Linked DNA regions of Sus scrofa: all the other regions are linked to region 1. Evidence: chromatin contacts called from public Hi-C and HiChIP or PLAC-seq data. All regions are on one chromosome and are shown on one strand. The core of a region is the stretch at or near the end of the contact, and the rest is flanking DNA. Distances in the headings are between cores, read along the strand shown.

The links. A called contact is a pair of places that touch in the nucleus more often than the background predicts. HiChIP or PLAC-seq counts read pairs in DNA pulled down with a chosen protein or histone mark.
Region 2: a contact with region 1 is called in an H3K27ac HiChIP or PLAC-seq map of alveolar macrophages. The contact joins two enhancer-like sites. A contact is called at or near these places in 1 of 47 Hi-C or Micro-C datasets (embryonic fibroblasts) and 1 of 2 datasets of contacts at active chromatin or transcription factors (alveolar macrophages).
Region 3: a Hi-C map of embryonic fibroblasts shows a contact between it and region 1, with 7 times the contacts expected there. The contact joins two enhancer-like sites. A contact is called at or near these places in 6 of 47 Hi-C or Micro-C datasets (embryonic fibroblasts, fetal heart ventricle, fetal skeletal muscle and 2 more).
Region 4: a contact with region 1 is called in an H3K27ac HiChIP or PLAC-seq map of alveolar macrophages. The contact joins two enhancer-like sites. A contact is called at or near these places in 2 of 2 datasets of contacts at active chromatin or transcription factors (alveolar macrophages and skeletal muscle).

Annotation. Positions count from the first base shown.
Region 1 is chr1:4,381,191-4,383,756 of Sscrofa11.1, forward strand. No RefSeq gene overlaps it. Among named protein-coding and RNA genes, the nearest start is that of QKI, 500 kb to the right of the region's middle. Within about 2 kb of position 1,296, at least 30 of the 83 cell types and tissues checked have an H3K27ac peak or open chromatin away from gene starts, as enhancers often do. A contact at or near this core is called in alveolar macrophages, where this site is marked.
Region 2 is chr1:3,453,875-3,456,440 of Sscrofa11.1, forward strand. No RefSeq gene overlaps it. Among named protein-coding and RNA genes, the nearest start is that of PDE10A, 330 kb to the left of the region's middle. Within about 2 kb of position 1,272, at least 8 of the 83 cell types and tissues checked have an H3K27ac peak or open chromatin away from gene starts, as enhancers often do. A contact at or near this core is called in alveolar macrophages, where this site is marked.
Region 3 is chr1:3,641,375-3,643,940 of Sscrofa11.1, forward strand. No RefSeq gene overlaps it. Among named protein-coding and RNA genes, the nearest start is that of PDE10A, 520 kb to the left of the region's middle. Within about 2 kb of position 1,272, at least 5 of the 83 cell types and tissues checked have an H3K27ac peak or open chromatin away from gene starts, as enhancers often do.
Region 4 is chr1:5,031,397-5,033,962 of Sscrofa11.1, forward strand. The region is part of intron 4 of PACRG (parkin coregulated gene protein); the gene reads right to left. Among named protein-coding and RNA genes, the nearest start is that of QKI, 150 kb to the left of the region's middle. Within about 2 kb of position 1,300, at least 10 of the 83 cell types and tissues checked have an H3K27ac peak or open chromatin away from gene starts, as enhancers often do. A contact at or near this core is called in alveolar macrophages, where this site is marked.

The sequences.
Region 1 (2,566 bases), core at 46-2,545:
AACAAGAATAGAAAGGCTCCTGGAGTCTGAACTAAGAACAGTTTACTGGGTGTGAGCATTTTAGGTGATAGGATAAGTAGTCAGGGGCCTCAGAGACACAGAAGATCTGCATTAGACAAGAACACTTGCTTATTCAAAGGTAATCTAAACAATCAGAACTTTGGAAATATTTCAAACCGGGCATCCTGCAAAATTAAAAATTTCTCATTCCATTTTGTGTTTTCTGGTAAGGATCCCTTTTGCTCTGTCACAGTTACAAAATGATCAGTTTATGATCCCAAAGGAATATTTTTAAAGTAGGAGACTTCAAGAGAAAACCATATAATCCTAATAAAAATAAGATACCTTACTTTTCTGATTTTATGGGAAGGGTTTGTTCTCATAATATCTGTATATGACCAGGTCACTTTTTTTCCAATACAGAATCAATACTTCATTTGCCTACATTTGCCTCTTAAGTCTTATTTAAAAAAAACAAAAACAAAAACAAAAACTGCCAGTTGTTAAAACAAAGCATGTATATAGAAGCTAAGGAAAGCTAATCTCTATAATGTATGAATGAACCTAGGTCTAAACAAAGATATTGATAAGATTAGGACAAACACTCAAGATGAATTCAGTTCAAGATGAATTTTTAAAAAGGAATCACTAAGTGCTGTATCTCTCAGCACAGTTAAAAACAACAGTAAAAAAATATTGATAAGAAGTAGGCTTCAATTTTATATACTCTGGTAAATTTAGAATAAAATTGAAGTAAAATATTCTTCAAAACAGAACTCTTAGAAGAAAAGAGTAGATTTCCTACACTGATAGTCTACAAAGCACTTCCCAAAATATTCATAAAGTATCACACCATAAAGGTCCACAGCCGAACAAGTTTAGGGAAAATTCTGTGTGTTGTTTGAAATAATCTTTTCCTCTTAAAGGCTCTGAGAAGTTCTGCAAGAAAGAATCATGTTTTATTGTATTTAATTCACCATTTTCAAAACGTTCTTAAGGATAAGACACCATTTCTTCCTGCATCTCTGAAGAATATTCCTCAAGAAATACTAATCTGAGAAACAGTCTGATTTAAAGAGATCAGAGTCTCTGTGTTTATCACCCAAACTTTCAAAAGGACATGACGAGCTATTGAAAAACATTCCTTGAGATATTAACTCTTGCTGTTAGTCAAAAGCATGTCATCCATTTTTTTTCACAGCATAGGTTATAATTTGACCTCCTGGTCTCCCAGCTCTCTAGAGACCCTCACGTTTTCCCTGGCAATCCAGTCCCCAGAAATTCCAGCAGGGGGCTCTGTCTGCTAGTGCTGACCCTGAAGGACCTGAAGGCGGTTCAAGGTTAAGATGTCTCAACGACTAACAAGCTGGAAATGTCATCTGGCCTGTTAGGACACAGCATTACAAAAGTATGATCATGGTTCAAGAATGTTGCCATGAGAGAAATCAGTGCTCAGAATTTTATTATTAGGTGTTGCCATGTGTACATTTTCAAATATAGCTAAGAGGTCCCAACAGGGGAAAAAACAGAAACCAAGGAGTATTTTTATAAAATAAAATATAAAATAATTATGACTTATACTGAAAACAATTTCAAAAACTTAAAAGTTTCCCTACGCGATTGGCAACTCAAGGATGCTAGAGTTCTATCAAAAATAGTGCAGGAAAAAAACCCAAACTGTGAAAGTAAAACTGAAAGTCCGTGACATAAGTGACTCATACTGAGATGGACAAATACAACTCTTTAAAAATAATCTCCCCAAAGGAAGGAAGCACAAGGGTACATTGGCGAAGTTCACGTCCGTAATCTAGGTTATTTTCTCTTTTCCCATCTTGCCCTCCCCATCTTCCCCCTCAAAACAGTGTTTTAAACACTTACAAATTAGGTTATAAAGAGATAAAAAAAAAACTTCTGATTCTAACGGAAAGCAGCACCACTTTAGCCAGAATAGTGGGAAAGATGACAAATAAAGTACCCTGACAAGAGGGTCAGAAATAAAAAACAGACTAAGTGGACACACAAAGCTTTTCACTCTTGCCTTAGGCACCAGAGAGGGTGGCTGCTTGGAGGGGTGTTTATTTCCACTGGGAAAGAAATCTGTAGCACGGCAGGTGCAAGTGGCTAATAAATTATGACATTTGCAGGAGGGTGGAACAATTTATTCCTTCCCAAGCCTCAGGAGAGTTTGTGTGTAAAACACCCTCACATGTGCACACACACACACACACACACACACACACACACAACATTTCACCAGTCAAGCAGTCAAACCTTTACCATTCCTTTAGTGAAACGCCAAAACTCTCTCTGTAAAGAAACTCTATATGAGACAAGGGCACTGCACTCTCATTTTCCCATAAATGTGGATGCTTCTGAGAATGAGATGGTTTTCATCCAGCATTGTGATTTCGTTATAAGTCAGTGTCATGTAAAGATGTTTCTCCCACATACTCTATACTCTCCTGGATTTCATTTTGTCCCAGGGAAGTGCTTGTTGGAATGAATGCTACATGTATACTGTAAACTGTGTGCCAAAGGCAGACTGGGGAAAAAACAGCATAACTTA
Region 2 (2,566 bases), core at 22-2,521, 930 kb before region 1:
CATGATTTGGCTACACATGTGTCTTTGGGGGCACTCCCCCCGCCCCAATATTTAAAGAGCTTTCCTTGCAATCCTTGCAATTAGAATCTGCGACAATTCCGGATCCTGATGCAGCAGTGGGTGAGCTGTTGGGTTGGGTGGGTCTGTCCCGGGCATTCGTTTTGGAGGAATGTGTCGTGAAGCTTCTCTCTAAAGGATCTACTGTCATACTGGCTTTTGCTGGAAGCAGGACATGGCACCAAAAGGACCCTTCTTCTGATGCCACATGAAATGCAGACTTCTTTCTGTTTTCTCAGCGCCTGGGGAGAGCCGGCACTGGGTACTCCCTCAGCCTTTGGATTCGGTGGTCTGGAGTCACTCTTGGTCCATATCCCTAAAGCTTTGATCTTTCCAGTTTCCACGCAAATTTTACATCTTTTCCGTACGCTTTGTTTTTCTCACTAAGGGCTAGATTCAGCCTTTGATAAATTCTCATTTGCAGAAGGGGAGCAGAAGGAGAAAGAAAGCACTGGGGCTGTTATTAAAAAAAAAATCAGGTTTTACTCTGTCTCTTTATCATGTGATCATTTTGAAGTTTGAGGAGTCACACACACACACACACACACACACACACGCGCACACGCACATTTCAAGCGTGAAAAGAATTTGAATTAAATCAGGCACCACGGGAAGGGATGGAACTCAGAGAGGCACTCTGAGGGCTGTGACAAGCCTTTTCTTTATTCTCTTGAGCTAATTGTGTCACTTGACACACTGCATCAGGCATCGTGAAATTCTGACAGGCTAATTTGAGCTTGTGGTTCCAATGAAATGTACATAAGGCACTTGTTATATTTAGTGACAATCAGTGTCATTTTCTGTTTAAAAGCCGTCCGCTGATTTGGTTGCCTCCGAGTGCAGGAGCCCTCTGGAGGGAGGTAAAGACCGAAGGCTGGACCCGATCTTGGCTGCTTAGAACGACCCTGGGGCAGGAACTGGGAGAACTCCCGGTAGTGACTCACTCTGGCGTTTGACAGGAAAATGGGCTCAGCCTTGTCTTTCACCTCTACCAGGCTGGATCTTACAGATTCTGAGCAGCAGCGATTCAAAGGGTGATTTCCTTTAGTTCCAAGTCCGATGTGTGGCTCTAGGTGGAAATTTGAAGCTAATTCCATATGGATTTGAGGAAACCCTAAGTGTGAGAAAAAAATAAATACAAGGAGCAGGAGAACAGGATCTATTCTGCCAGTAGGTGGCAGTGCCCAGCCAAGCAGAGCGCGGCTTCCCGATTGGCCTGTCACAGGGAGCCGAGCGTTGTATCAGATTTCCCTTTGGCGCAGAAGGTCAAGTCCAGGGTGAGTCTTTGAAAATGCCGCACGCATGCCGGCAGCAACCAGGACTGACCCTTAAAAAAAAAAACAACCTCAGGAACGAGGTGGCTAAAGAGAGTACCCAAGCAGTGTCCCCGCTGAAATAAAGTCTGAGGTCATGGGTCAAAAGAGGCACACAGATCTGGGCTGTTTAGTCCATAGAGTGGTCACTTTCATTAGGTGACGGGGAGTTTCATTTCCCTGTAAAAAAAGAAAGTCACGGGAAAATAATTTTTTAGACTGCTTATCTCTCAGAAAGATGACGAAGATATTCTAAATAATGCATGTCTTCTAAACCTTGTGCATCCCCCCCCCAGCCCCCCCAAGGAATCTCAGGGCTGGAACAGCGAGGATTGGAGCAGGTCAAGGTAGTATGTAATTACAGTGCCAGATGGGAGACTGTTTCTGCCAACCACGATTCTAATTTAGTCCTTCCCTTTATCCAGCACTAAATTGACTCTACTTAATAGAGGCAGCCACACACTGCCAAGATCACCACTGCCTGTGGAGCATTCTGATTTGTACCTGACTTGTAACCTTTCAGAAAAGCCACAGTTTTAGATTGGATGAAAAACGAAATAGCAATATTATAAGAATAACTAAGTTCCAAAGAGACTGCAGAGGATTGAAACGGTAGAAACTAGACTGAATTGGTACCCAGATCCTGTCAAACCTTAACTGGGGGACGTGAGATGATGTCCCAGTTGGTAAAGCTGTGTTTCTAAGCTGTCGTTTCCTTAATGTCGAGCCCGGACTATCCCAGCAAGACTTTTTTGGCTCAAAAATCTTTATTGAGCCAATTTAGTTCCCCCTTACCGAGAATGATTATCAGCTAAAGCTGTCGTAACACCCTTTCCCCCAAATCGCTGTCGTTTCTGGGCAATGAAATATAATCAAGTCAGAGGTGTGCTATTTTCTAAAACAGTGGTCCAGCCATGAGGACCTGGGGATCTGGCTTCTGTCCAGAGAGGTGTGTCACTTCCCTTTTGTTAGTGGGAAGTTATGGACAGAAACGTAGGAAAGAGGTCTTAAAAACTGGAGAGAGAAGGAGAGGGAGAGAGAGTGGGAGGGAGAGAGAAGAGGGAGGGAGAGAGAGGGGGAGGGAGAGAGGGACTGGGAAGGAGAGAGGGGGAGGTAGAGAGGGAGAGAGGAGGGAGAAGGGAGAGAGAGATGGGGGGAAGGGGAAAGAGAGGGAGAGGGAGGGGGAGGGAGAAAGA
Region 3 (2,566 bases), core at 22-2,521, 740 kb before region 1:
AATATCTATGTGTCCCATTGAAAGACCCCAAATATATTCTTTCCTCTTCCTACCACAGCTGTGAATGCGGCTCAGGAAACTGGGAATTGCCGCTTCCCCCACTGTCATTAGTCTGCACACTTCAACCTTCCTGAGGTTTTCCATGCTCGTTATAGATGCCTTGCTTCCATTTCCCACGCAGTGAAATCAAGCCGCACACCCCAAAGGGCCGTGACCACAGCTCTCTGGTACTCAGCATCCTGGGCGTTCATTCCGCCAGCAATCCCACCTGCGTCGGTGAAATCGCTGAAGGCAGCGCTAATGAATGTCTCCTTGCTTGTCCCGAACTCTCCTCGCAGGATATCTGGCCTCGGAATCGACTTTCTGGTCTTGTACTTTTTTCGCAATCCAAATTAGCTTAATGCACGACAGCGATCTCAGACTAGAGGTAGCACTCAGACGGTGGGGAGAAATCAAATACCGAATCAATTCGGGGAAAAAAAATAGAAATAGCGCATGACATTTAATTCCAGCACCTTTGGGGCTGGAAAGGCAAAGAGGGAAGCAGCAGCCCTTCACTGCGGGATGGAAGTATGTGTACGGCCTCATCCGTAGTTGCTGGATGTTCCGTTCCCTGGGTTGTAACCAAATAATGTCATTGGCAAAATGCGAAGTGTTCATTTATTGACTGCATGGGGGGCAAAGAATATCATAAAGGAACAATTTAAATCATTACCTCAAATTTATCTCCAGTCTTTAAGTCTGTCTTGCTCTCATGTGTATATTATTTTAAATTATTTATTAGTTTAAATAAAGTAGCACATACCACTTGGGTTCAGAATATATTCCCCAGCGTTTCTGCCAGTCTTTGGCGTACCTGTTTCAGGAAATGAATCAGAACATCAAGAGAGGGCTACCTGACATGTCTGGGAAAGCCGTGACCTACAAGAACTGTTACCTTAATGAGCGAGCAGTCAGTCAATGATGCTGTGCGGAGGCTCAGCCTCGGTTCTCCTCGCGGCCAGCAGGTGGCAGCAGAGCCTCGGAGTCCACGGGGCCCTGGGCTTCGACGGCTGTGAGCACCCTCCTTCATTTCCATTCATCCTCACGTGTCAGGCTCCTCATAAGCGCTTTTGGTAGACTGCCCCTGACGTTGCATCACCGAATCCACAATCATATATTGCCAACATTTTCTCCTTTTTACGCTTATCAATGGCATTAATTCAGAGGAAACAGGGACCCCTGATAGCTGTGGGCAGCCCTCTGCAAAGAGGAGATATGGTAAGAGGCAGGCACACCACGGGGCAGCCAACTTGACTGAGATAAAGAAGCGGATTTGAAGGGAAAAGGGGACGCGCGCCCCCCAAATAATAGACACTTTGTATCTCTTCCCTTCCTGTGCTCTTCTTTAACACATTTTACTTGGCATTTGAAACATAGATTTCTGGTGAAAGATGCATACGTTTGCTTAGATGTCTAGTTGAATATTTTCGGACGTTTAATAAAAACCCCATCTGATGTAATATTTTCCATACGCTTTCCCCAGGATACACAACCAGAAATTGAGATCTAGGGCTGGATGTCACGTGGGAAAGATAGGTCCTGGAATGCTCCTTTCTCCGAGATCTGTGTGGTCACACAACTGCATAGCAGAGAATTTTCTCAAAAATGCCGCAATGTTATCAAAGTGAAGGTTATTGGCATACCACAGGTTTAATTAATTAGGGTTAAACGGATGCCATGTAAGGAGGAGAAAAGGACATTTCCCCCCCCCTCAAAGTCTCTAATTTCCGGGAAAGGAGAAGACTGTTTAGCTTATTAGGAATAGTGTTGTGATTTCCTCAGGCTCTAGGTGGTACTGCAGAATCACCTACTTTCTATACTATCGTTTATTACAATTCTTTTTTTTCTACTTTTGGGGGCGTCTGGAGTACTTATATTAGAAAATATATTGAAAGAGAATATATTTTTAAAAAGGCAATATTGTAAAAGAAGTCAGTGAGAAATTAGCAGCATCTGAAAATGAAGAGTTAGATGTGCCTGTTTGTGTTGAATTCCAGACTGCATACTTAGAATAATTTTCAGCTGAATCAGAACATTTGAGAAGTACTTTACGGTATTCTGATGCAGCATCTCTGAATTTTGCTAACTTGAAATGAGCTTTTCAAGAAACTTACCAGCAAGTGATGGAGTTCCCCTCATGGCTCAGTGGTTAACGAATCTGACTAGGAACCACAAAGTTACAGGTTCGATCCCTGGCCTTGCTCAGTGGGTTAAGGATCCGGCATTGCCGTGAGCTGTGGTGTAGGTTGCAGGTGAGGCTCAGATCCCGAGTTGCTGTGGCTCTGGCATAGGCTGGCGGCTACAGCTCTGAGTAGACCCCTAGCCTGGGAACCTCCATATGCCATGGGAGCGGCCCAAGAAATGGCAAAAATAAATAAATAAATAAATAAATAAATAAAAATAAAATAAAAAATAAAATAAAAAGAATCTCACCAGCAAGTGAAAGGAGATACTGTTTGTGGTGATGTAGGGACCATGCCTTTTTTTCCCAAGTTGCCGTCCTGAGGGTGTCCCTAGGTATCTG
Region 4 (2,566 bases), core at 50-2,549, 650 kb after region 1:
ACAGTCCCACCTAGCACCCAAGCTCCTAGCCCTTGGTTCAATACACAATTCCCCATTTGATTGGAAACCCCAGCCCTTGATTTAGTCCCCCAGTTCCACACTGGGAATAGCTGGTAGTTCAATCTGCAGTTTCCTACTATGTTGAACCCCAGTCTGAAGTCCCCATTTGTTGAGGTCTACTGGTATAATCCTTTCTCCAGTCCCTGGTTCCTGGGTCCCCAGCAATTGCTGGTGGTGTACACAGGGCCAGTCCACAGTAGCATCTCTTTGGCTACTGCTGGTGTGGTAACGTACACATGAGGTAAAGGCTATTGCTGATGGGCATCTCAAAAGCCAAAAAAATGGCAAAAATTGGGGGGCACAATAAAGGCATTGGTGAGCACTTAAAAGTCATTAGAGCATTCACTACTTAACTCTACTTGGATTCCCATGTTAGGATAATTTGGTCACAGAATGGGTTAGATTGACATTAAGTAAAGAGCCAATCTCAAGGAAAGTTCCATGCAGTGAGGTACACTGTCAAACACTACACAATCCCCAACTCAGGAACAGACTGAAGTATTAGTTTGGCTCCAAGATACCCAAAGACTTGGCTGAAAAAAAAAAATGTGATTCTTAAGCTCCAAAGAATCAAGCATTCCACTTTTTGGCATATGTGCTTATTTTATGTTTAAGATCTACGGTCTTGGAAGCATTAATATCTACTAAAATTGCAAAAACTCTTATGAAAAACAACCCAGAATTACAATGGCCATTATGGAGAACATTCCCATTTGACAGGATTGTTCATTTGTGGAGTACTCTTGAAAGCCAGGGTTCCCTAGTTAAACAAACAGAATGGCATACCTATTTTAATTGGTACACAGAAGCTTCCAAAAGATTTCCTCTAAGATTCTGAAATAGCCTCATTGAAAAATTTGTCACAAAAGGCTAAAGACAAATTAAAGCCTAGTCAAAATTAAAGGGGGACCTAAAACAAAAGATAATAAGACTGGCATGACCCCTACTGCGCCTCTTTATCCTCCTTCACCTAGTACCCACATTCTGCAAATCCTAAGACAAGACTTTTAAACAGTTGCCTTTTAAAATAAAACCACCAGAGGTTGCAGGAGATCTTTCTCAGGTATTTTTCACTCCTTTGTCAGAGATTTGAACTAAGGGCCATGTTAAGGAATTTCCTAAAACCAAGGAGATCCCCAGAAGATTTCAGAAGAATTTATCATTATCCGGGCCTATGACCCAAGGATGCCAGTTCCTCATCAGCTGGTGGGCATGCTGGTAGGACATGGTGAAGTTCAAAATAGACATGGGAAGCAGAAGTAAACCTCTTCCCCAACGGCCTCACATACACTAAAGCTTCACACCCACAGTGGAAGACCTAATTGCCCAGGGGCTAAATGGTCCTTGTACCATCCCCTTGCAACACACAGGTCCTGCCAGTAGGGAAACCTAATAGGTGGGGACAGTGATTTGTCCCGGACTTGAGAGCTATTAACGAGATGGTAATTCCCCTATTCACAGCTGTTCCAAACCCAAACACCCTTTGTCAGAAGTTCTATCAGACTCAGAATGGTTCTCTGGGGTGGACCCATGTTCCATTTTTTCAGCATCCCTGTTGACTCCAACAGCCAACATCTATTCATCTTTACTTGGAACAGTCAATAAACACCTGGTCAGTTGTGCCTCCAGGGTTCACTGAGGCCCTTTCTTATTTCTCCTAAGTGACCACCAAGATGTAAGCGCCTTCCAGTTCCCAGGAAATTGACGCTTTTACAATCTGTCGATGATCTCTTGCTGTTTCAGTTACCAGAGAGGCATTCATAAAAGATTCCATTTATCTGCTGCAACAGTTGGCTAAAAATGGACATAAAGTCTCTAAGGAAAAATTACAATTATCTCTAGATGCTGTTTGTTACCTAGGTCATAATCTAAGTACTGAAGGAATCCAGCTATCTCCGAAAGGAATTAAGCTGATCCAAGAATATCCTAGGCCCACAACCAAGCAACAGCTTCATGGATTCCTCAGCCCGGCAGCTTACTGTAGACTATGGCTTCCTATTTTCTCTACTGGTTTCCCCATATGCTAGGAATTTACTAAAATTTCAATCCCTAGGCCCTTTCTTTGGGAAGATAAACATGAGAAGTCCTTAATGGGACTAAAGCAAGAGCTGTAAGAACCATCTGCCCTCGGGCTACCTAACTCTTCAAAACCTTTCACCTTGTTTGTGTGGGAGAGCAATAACCAGGCCTGGGAAAACTCACAGAAGAACATGGTAAAAAGCACAGACCTATTGCCTATTATAGCGGGCAGCTTGATTCAGTGGCTCTTGGCCTATCCCAGCTGCCTTAAGGCTATAGCTGCAGCTGCAAAGTTTGTGGAAGCCTCAGAGGATTTAACCCTAGGAAATGACATTTATTTACAAACTCCACTTGCTGCCCAAAGCCTTCTTAATTCTGAATTGACTCAACATTTCTCTGCAAGCAGACTAACCTCCTACGAGATCCTTCTGCTTTCACAACCTAATTTGCATCTTTAATGTTGCAACATTCTTAATCCTGCGATGTT